Linked DNA regions of Gossypium hirsutum: region 2 is linked to region 1. A link is a contact called in public Hi-C data. All regions are on one chromosome and are shown on one strand. Each heading gives the region's core, a stretch centred on a gene start, on an enhancer-like site or on the middle of the called end of the contact. The rest is flanking DNA. Distances are from core to core; before and after follow the strand shown.

Evidence for each region. Hi-C and Micro-C count contacts between places; a contact is called where the count stands out from the background.
Region 2: a contact with region 1 is called in a Hi-C map of leaf, with 2.4 times the contacts expected there. The contact joins the enhancer-like site here to the promoter of LOC107901708 in region 1. A contact is called at or near these places in 2 of 34 Hi-C or Micro-C datasets (hypocotyl and leaf).

Annotation. Positions count from the first base shown.
Region 1 is chrD06:50,120,685-50,125,879 of Gossypium_hirsutum_v2.1, reverse strand. It overlaps LOC107901708 (U-box domain-containing protein 17), which reads right to left and starts at 1,775. Exons shown (of 2, transcript XM_016827802.2): 1 at 1-1,775. The coding sequence starts at 1,279.
Region 2 is chrD06:49,801,198-49,805,882 of Gossypium_hirsutum_v2.1, reverse strand. No RefSeq gene overlaps it. Among protein-coding and RNA genes, the nearest start is that of LOC121219005, 8.8 kb to the left of the region's middle. Within about 2 kb of position 1,747, at least 3 of the 9 cell types and tissues checked have an H3K27ac peak or open chromatin away from gene starts, as enhancers often do. A contact at or near this core is called in hypocotyl and leaf, where this site is marked.

The DNA of each region.
Region 1 (5,195 bases), core at 526-3,025:
TCTTTCCTGTTTTAGCCAGCAAGCGAATCTCTCGAGCAGCAATAGCTTGAGCTCCCTGTGATCCATTAGCTAGATGTTGAACAAGAAGGGTTGTTGTTGCTCTATTAGCTTCAGTTGCAGCTTTGATTGGCAAAGCTTCAGCAAATGACTCTGCAGGTGCATCTGCAGCCTCCGGGGGATCATATGGGACACTATGAGCAGTGCACCACTGCATGATCAAATTCCTCAAAGCCCGATTAGGAACAAGGCGAGTATGGATGAGCATTTGGCCCGTCTTTGGACAAGTACAATGGCCTTCCTCCAACCACCTAACTATCGAACTCCGATCATAAGTCTGCCCTGTCGAAATTATCACCGGATCTGTCATCAAGTCCAAAGATATTGGACAACAAAAGTCCTTAGGGATAGTTACAAAGGTATCCGCGATCTCTCGAGTAATCAACCCTTTCCTCGGTTTCTTCTGTTTCCTAGAAGGCAACTGCACCTCATCTTCCTCAAAACCAAATAGTAAAAACCTACAGTATCTGGTAATTGCAACAAACCCATTAAGCACACAAGCCGTAGGTTCAATATCCCCCTCGTGGTTCACAATTTGCTCCTCCAAGAACTCAATTTCAGACCTACAACTTTTAGCATCCCTAATTCCCAGTCTTTCCACAAAGAACAATCTTATGTCCACATGATTTGGAATCCTCCCGTTGTCAAATTCATTAAGAAACGAAAAGAACCTAAGCCTTAAATTCTCATCACTTTTATCGACATACAATTTAGCCTTCCTAGCATGTTTTTGCAACAGCTCAACCTGTTCCCTAACATCATCGCTCAATCCAACATCATTTATTGGAAAAACATCCAAAAGGGTAGAAATTTCTTGATTCAAATCATGGAAATGGCCCGAAATTGAATGGTTTTGAAGCAAAAGCCACAACTTACTGGATTGAGCACAATAATCAAGTAGTATCTTGGACCTATAGAGCAACAAATAGAGCTCCTTGAAGCACAAGATGGCTGTTGAAGGCAAGTTTGGCATGGACCGTGATCCAGAATCCCTCAGATACTCCAACATAACAAGGAAAATTTCTATCTTCCGAATCAAAGATCGAGAATTCCTCCGCTGGAAGAAGAAAGGTTTGTCGGAAAAGCAATAGATAAGCTCAGAGGAGACGGCTGCCAAGGTTTGAAGAAGAGCTACTTGGGTTAACTCAACAGGAGCCAAGAAAGCCTCTAGAGACGGCGATCTTCTCCTCCTTAGAGAAGAAAATATGGCAGCAGTTGCCATGGTTGATAACTCCGAAGTTGAATTCTCAAACAAGGGTCAGAATAAAAGAAGCAACTCCGGCAAAAAATAAAACAAATGAATTTCTAGCTTTTGAAGATTTTTCAGCCTTATTCTAGCTCTGGGTGGTTAGTTGAATCTTCAAAGGATGTTGTCAACAAAATTTGGTCTTCGATTAAAGACTTTTATACGAAACGAAAAAAATGGGATTCTTTGATTTAAGTAAAAATAAAAAAACCAAAATCCGCGTTTGTTTAGGAAGATGAAGGAACAAAAAGGAAAGTGAATTTTCCTGGAAAGACTTTTCTTTTACATATAATAATAATAATAAATATACTAATTTTCTACCTTTTCCCTTTTGTTTTCTTTGTTTGTGTGTTTTCTCTCTCAAAGAATTTCAATGCAGTTGCTGTGAAAATGACTTGAATGGCTTTGAATGTCCATTCGTTTCTTCTACTCTACTGTTTAAAGAGCAAGAGAGAGAGAGGGCTATTAAATGCGTACAGCTATGGTTACCTTGTCATCTTCTTTATTTTGGTTAAACCATTAAAGACGCATATGAAGGTTTCTTTTGGGGGATTGTTGTTGGTTTAGTAGAGCTGACCAAATAATTTGAGAATATCAAAATTAGATTTTAACCCTCTGCCTGTCTCAATATTTTATTTTTATGGACTGATTTCACTTTAAGTATCTTTGACTTTCTTCTTTTCAAAAATTAAACGCATTTGTTTGAATTCAACTTTTATTTTTATTTAAACAAGGGAAATCATTTAATTCTTTTTTTGAAATTCAATAAATTGATTCCAACTGTTAAAATTCTTTCATTTTGATTTTTAAAATTTAAAATAACTTTTTTCTATGCTGACTCTTCTTTTGTAGGTTTTCTACCTTAATCATATAAAAAAGAGAAGGGATTGTATAAAACTGTAATTCCATGTCATCTTTATTCTTTTTTAATAGGAGCATGACCAATTAGATTTTTCCTCCTAATTTTTAGCATTTTTAGGGTGAATTTGGACGGGTGATTGGACGTGGTGCGATTCGTTTAGCTTACTTTTTGTCTCACGCTACAGCATTACTACAGTATCTAATCTTACCGCCACCACTATTTTTGCACTAATCGTAGGTAAACACACTACCGATCCAAACCCACCCTTAGTTGGATTTAAATTTTTTCAAGAGAAAAAACTAAAAATCAAGAAGAAAAATCTTATTTGTCATGCTCCTATTGGAAAGGAATAAGAATGACATGGAATCACAATTTTAAACAATAAGAATGACATGGAATCACAATTTTAAACAATCTTTTCTCATAAAAAATTATACGAAAACAATTTATTTACAAAGATGAGTCTTAATCTATACATCACATATAAAAGATAATATTTTAAAATTAAATACAATATAATTAAAATGGGTGGTGATGTCAAAATCTACACCCTTTGTCACCCAAACTTTTATTATTTTTTTTAATTTTATATATTTTAGTTCTAAGTGGTATAATTTTGAATTTCATACCTTTATTTTACATTAATTAAAAGTTAGTCCATTTATTTTAATTTATCATAATTTGATATCAGTAAATTTTCGAATTTAAAAAGTTAGTCAAATTTTTTAATATTATTAAACTCGATCATCAAACTATTTACCTCAAGTTTAACTGTTTATCAAATTCATATGCAAAGAATTAACAAAATCATTAATTCAACAGTTTATATATGGCAAATTAAAAAAGAATCAATGATTTAAGTTTATATGCTTTTATCAACAGTTGGATTAGTTTTAATAAAGTACGAGGATTAAATTTTAACAAATAAAAGTAAAGGGATTAGTTTTCAAATTTTTATAATGTAAAGAGATAAAAATTTATAATTAGACCTTTAAAACAAACTTAGCAATACTTGACATTGTATGATTATAGAAAACATATATGATATAGAAAAAATAATTAGAACATGAGAAAACATAAAGACATGAACTTCTCAAAATTTTCTAATTAGCCACGTATAAACAGTTGAATTGATGATTTTTTTTAAATTCTTTGCATATGAATTCGATAAATAATTGATCTTGAGGTAAGTAATTTGATGATTGAATTTAATAGTATTAAATAATTTGACTAACTTTTTAAATCTGAAACATATAAATATCAAATTATGATAAATTAAAATAAATGGATTATTTTGTAATTTTCATTAAATAGAGGTATGAAACTTAAAATCATACCGCAACCACCCCTACAAGTGACTAAAATTATAAAACTAAAATATATAAAATTAAAAAAACAAGTGGTGAAAAAACTCCCGTGACGTCACTCCTTTTTAATTTAAAATATTATTTTTATAGGTGATTATATGATAAGTTGACAACACTATTTTTTATTGTTCAAATAATTTGTTTTCCGCCCTATTTTTATAATTATTTTTTTTATTAATATAAAAATTTTGATAATTTTTCATGGATTTATAAAATTTACTATGAAATAGTACAAGCTTGATTTAAAAAAAATTTATAATACAATCTCGTCCAATATAAAAGATTTTTTTTGTTAAAATAATAAACAATTCAAATTTAAGATTTACTTTTTTTCTTAAAAAAATCCTTTTATTGGATGTTAAAATGCGTAATAGCTAGATTAATGATCTATACTATTATTTAAGTCTTTAATTGAGTTGGTGAGTCAATTGGATATCAATTCGGTTAAAAAATTATGAAAATGCCATTTCATAATTAAAATAAGTTATGTTATTTGATGATATTTTAATTCTTTCATTTAAAAAATAATAAAAATATGCATATGGAGGGATTTAAATCCACGCCAATAACATTAGTAAAAATTTAAATTTACCACTCAATCAAAATTTTATTTTAATTTTACCATGCACATTTTTTCACCACCATCAATTGTATATATCAATAATGTTATTTATGCACACTTTATACATTATTTATTATATGTTGTGTTCTAAATATGTGATTTTTACATGCATACATGTATGATAGAATTTCTAATATTTATAATGTGTAAATGTTATTTATAATAAGATAGTATATTAGTAGGAATTATTTTTTATTATTAAAAATTTAAATCCCAAATTGGAATCTTTGGATTAATTTCTTCATCTTCTTTTTTGATGAAATCTTTGAATTGTTTTCTTAATTTATTTTATTGTTAAATTTTATGAAAATTTTCAATTATTTATATTTTATTATTTACATATATTTTTACTGTTAAATACTAATTTAAAATAAACTAATTTAAGTTGATTGAGTATTAATTCGATTGGCATCGATATTATTGTTAGTGCAAGAGGATGTGAGTTTGAGTGTGTTGAAGCACATTATCCTCCTATTTAAGGGTTAGGGAGGGATTATGAGTAGTTCTAGGTGTAAGAAAAATTTGATTCGATTAAAAAAACCGAAAAAATATTTAATTTTTGAGTTAATTGAATTGAGCTATTCGAATTATTCAAGTCAACTTGAATAAATAATTCGAGTTTTGAGTTCGAATCGAGTTAAATTTTACAATCTCAATAACTCGAATAATTCCAATGACAGATTAGTGTAAATATCCTTTTGGTCCTGTCAAGTTAAAAAATGAGTAAATTGGTCTCTTCTCAACAAAAATTACAAAAAGAAATTCAAAATTTTCTTCAAAATATTTATAAAAATTCCAAAATTTATCTTTTTTTAAATATAAGAAATTCTAAAAAATCTAAAATATATATATAAAGTTAAAAAATTAAAATTTTTAGGATAATAATTTGTGAAATACATTGATAATAAAATCTCTTACTTTTATTTGTGAAATATAATAATTTTGTTATTTTTTTATTATTAAAAGAAAGGGGACATTGGATTTGCTTCAATTAAAGGGTTGACCGGAAACAACAATTGGGCCCACTCGACATATAGGCGC
Region 2 (4,685 bases), core at 498-2,997, 320 kb after region 1:
AGAACGTTGGCCTTACAGCTTATGTTGGATTCCTTGCCTAAAATGTGGCTTAAGGAGATACGTTTAAGAGTTTGGTTATTCTCAAGTGTAAAACTTTCATAACATTGTAAAAGTGTTTAATTAAAAGTAATACATTAATAAAATGAAGTTTTAGATAATAAAAAATACGACCATTTTAAAAAATGAATTAGACTTTTGGCTTCAACATTTTGAGTTATTTTTATATTTACTTATATATGTAATTCATTTCGTATAATAATTAAATATATAAACATTAAAATTGTTAAGTTAATCATGTTATATAACTTTGTTATATTCCTACCCAATCGCGCCTGAATTCATCTTTTTGGCTTTACCAGGCATAGGCCTCATTTTTAGGGTATAAAATAATTTAGTCCTGTGGAAATGTAGTTCAATGCATTCAAGAGAACAATCAAAACTGAAAAAAAAATCATTTTACTATGCTCAAGTATTAACAATAAAAATTAAGGTCTGAAAAATAAATGCCATAAAATAATTTCCTGATCATTTCATTATACCAGGATCATATAAATGCCATAGAAACTGATACTCGCTTCTTTCTTAAATTATCATTTTGCAGTTTAGAACTTTAGATTTCAAAGCTTTGTTTGTAATTTTATAATTTTAATACAATTACCAAGTTTCAATGCCAGACTTTTTTCTAAGAATGCCCACCAAATTTCGGTTACGGGTTAATTTCATATCATAAGTTGTTCACTAGCTACCAATTGTGCATTTGCATTTATCTCCATTTCACTTATGTAATATTTGTGTCCGATGAATCATATGTCACGAAGATGGTGTGATATTTAATTTAATTTCTATAGCATCATTTTATTTAAAAATCCCTTGTCCCAACTCATGGTAATTTTAAATATCAAATAGGCTGGTTTCTTTTCCCTTCATTTGTTTGATATTAGTGTTAGAGGTGAGCAAAATCCAATTCGATTCAAAAAAAATTGATAAAAAATTTAAATTTTGAATTAAATATTTCGAGTTATTTAAGTTAATTGAGTTATTTAGATCAACTCGAATAAAAAATCAAATTTTCTGGTCTAACTCGAATAGGAATTACACAATTCGAGTTATCCGAAAATCCGAATAAGAAAAGACAAAATTACATTGTTTTGATAAATTTTTACCTATTAAGTTAAAAGGCAAAACCATTATATTGTTTATGTAGTAAAATAATTTTGTACTTCGTCTACTAGTTAAATAATCGGTCCATGTAAACGCAATATTAAGTATAAATAATAGTATTCGTTAACTCGACTCGACTTGACTCAAATTTTTTTGACTCAATTCATTCGAAAAAAATTCAAATTAAGTTTTATTGTTAAAATAAAATTTGTCAACTCGACTTACTTAAATTTTTTTACTCAACTCAATAGAATATCACCCCTAATTACTATCTAATGCGCTTAAAGCATAATTTATCTGACCTTCTCTAGAAAATTTTTGGGGCCTTCAATAGCAAGCTAAATGAGAAGGAACTCTTACGAGAGGTGAGTACCTCCCGCATATGTTTTTTATTAGAAAAAAAAGTTGTTAATAGGTCAGGAGTTGGATCCTCCGCATGATTTATCTGTGTTTTTTTATGAAGGGATGAACATCACGGGTGCTCATCTATTAAAAAAAAAAGAAAAAAGATAAGAGTAAGGGGAACCACGAGGGGTTCCCCACGGGGTGTAACATCCCTCCCGTATGCATACATTATATATATATATTAAAAAAAAGACAATGAAATAGAAATGGAGTGATGAACCTCACGCGTGTGACCCCTTCCCATGCATACGTGTATTTATTATAATAAAAACATTAAGTGAAATGGGTATGTACATCCCCATTCTCGAATGTGAGACCCCACGGAAGGTTACCCTTCTGTCTATATATGTTATAAAAAATTTGAGTTCACTGTGAACCACATAGTGTATGTATATATTTTATATTGACAAGAGAAGAAGCATAGGACCATGAGAGGTTTATAGTACTCATGGACGGTTACACCCCATAGACGGAGGTTGGTATTGCACGCGAATTGTTTGATATAAGGCCTCAGAGGGATTTTGATGCCATTGTCTGTATATGAATATGATTGTCTATATATGCTTATATATGAATGCCTATATAAATCTCAGAAAGGAAGCCCACGAAGGGTTTTCAAGAGTGGTTATACCCCTTTACATATTTGTATATCCATATAATGAATAATGTAAGATAAAGAGAACCCACGAATTGTTCCGGTGGGTGGTTATATCTCTTTCTATGTTTTTATATCCGTATAATGTATATTGTTAGACAAAGAGAGCCCACAAGGGGTTCCCGCGAGTGGCTATACCCCCTGACATGTATATATGTTCATATAGTGTTTTTTATTAGAAACGAAACCTGCGAGGGACTCTTGAAGATAGTCACATCTACTATTTATGTTTATGTCATATCTATAAATTTGAGACACTACATTTGTAACTCCACTTTCATTGTGTAAATCCAAGTCGAGTAGACTTGGTCGATGGTTGTGATTCAACACAGAAGGACCTTACTCTTCACATAATTTCGAGTTGCAAGAGTATATGGTACTGTGATCGACCTATGATTTTTCTGGTAAGCCTTATTTTTTCCATAAGCCTCCCCCCATGCGTCTGGGAGTAGGATCTATCGAAAGCCTTCCACTTCAACACCAAAACTTGTTAAGCTAGCCATAGTTGCTAGTATTAAATTGTATCTTCCTACATGGAGAGATAATGAATGTGAGAGAAGGAGATAAAAGGAGGAGAGCTTGGATAGGGAGAAGAAAGAGAACAATGTCATGTGCTTAACTATTTTTAGTGTTTGAACTGTTTGGAGCCATATCTTCCATCGAACTCGTACCGTACTAAGCCACAAAACGTTACAAGCATAGAAGACAAATGTGACTTAAGCGTTCTCTGTGCATAACTTTCTGAAATTGCTAACAATTATACTGAATAAAATTTTTTTATTTACATGATTGTGTCTGCTACCTATCTGTTTGATTTATGTTAATGGTGATATTGTTAAACATTTGGTTATGGGAATTACTTCTAAGTTGTTAACAATGTAACTTTGCAAACTAATCCTAATTTACTTTAAAAAGTTTTCAAGGCATCGAACTATCAAGATTAAGTTGCAAGTGCGATAAGAATCATTATACCTTTAATATTTGACAATCATGTTCTTAGTAGTAATAAAATCCAAGGGACGTCTCCTTTTTCCATGCAATATGTCTAGACTTGGTGTGCTTGAGGGCAAGCAAAAAGTTAAGTGTAGAGGATTGCAAGTGTAGGAGTATGATCTGTCATGATTTAGGTTTTTATTTACATCCATCTTCACTAACTCTAGCTTTTTTAAAGAAAGAAATCAAGCCATTCTCGTATTAATTTTTTTTTTCTTTTCTCTTTTTCCCATATATGTGTATTGGTTGCTTGAGGACAAGCAACAAGTTAAGTGTGGGCGAGTTTGATCTGTCACGAATTACACTATTATTTACATCCCTTTTTACACATAACTTTAGTTTGTTTAATAGTTAAATCAAAGCATCTTAGTATATATTTAGGTTTTCATGCTTAAAGTAGTAATTTATGCTTTTTAGTAGTTTTTATTATATCATAAATATCTAAATAAGGTTACATGGTATTGTAGGGAAAATTGGGAACTAAAGATGCATATTTGGGACGAACTTGTTGCCTATGTCACGACCCCAAGACACTGATGTCTCAACATTAAAGACAAAAACAAAAACAAGTCCTGGAGCGAAACTGCCTGTTGTCTTGCGACACCGACCTATGTTGCAACACCGTTTTTGCGCGGCCCAAAAATCTCTACACGTGACAACTGCATTTTTTAGGGAAAATAGGAGTATTTTTCCTAATCGAACTCTAAGTACTTCAAAGATAGTTTAAACACTTTAATATTTCAATTTTAGCCTATATAAAAGCCATTGTAACCAGATTGAACACACAATTTTAGGGAGACAAAAATTATTCTTAGTTTTTTTATTTCATTCCTAGTTTTTACTTAGTTTACGTTATGTTTTTGTAATTGGAAGATCCTATTTCGAAGGGAGACTTTCACGAGTGGAGAATGTTTTAGAGCCATGCTTTCATCAATAAATCCATGAGCATCTGTTCCTCTTGTTCTATTATTTATATCTCTTTCATTAACTTGGTTATTTGAATGTTTGTGTAAATACTAGAATAATATGTGTTTATTTATATCTTTCATGTTTCATTTGTATGCACCTAATTAATTGATTGGAAGGTAAAGTTTCTTAACACATTAGTTGGTTGAGATAGGAAGAACTTAAAACCCTAGGCTTGATGACCTTAGGAAGTTATATAGGTGGGAATGAACTTGAAATCAATATTGTCTATTCGTGAAAACCTTACCCCAATCTAGTCTAAACTATGACATCGAGAGGTTACTGGAAGGCCGAGAGGCCCTACTAGGTTAATGACTAGTTGGTTGAATAAAGCCATATATCAATAGTTAATTAGGTAAAGCAATTGGATCTAGGCTAAAGGAGCTTGTGTAGTTGAACCAAAGAATAGGAAAAGCCGATATATTTATCTAGGATTAGATTTAAACTTAGTTCAATTTAATTAGTTTATTATTATCATCTTGCTTCCAGTTTAACACTACTAATT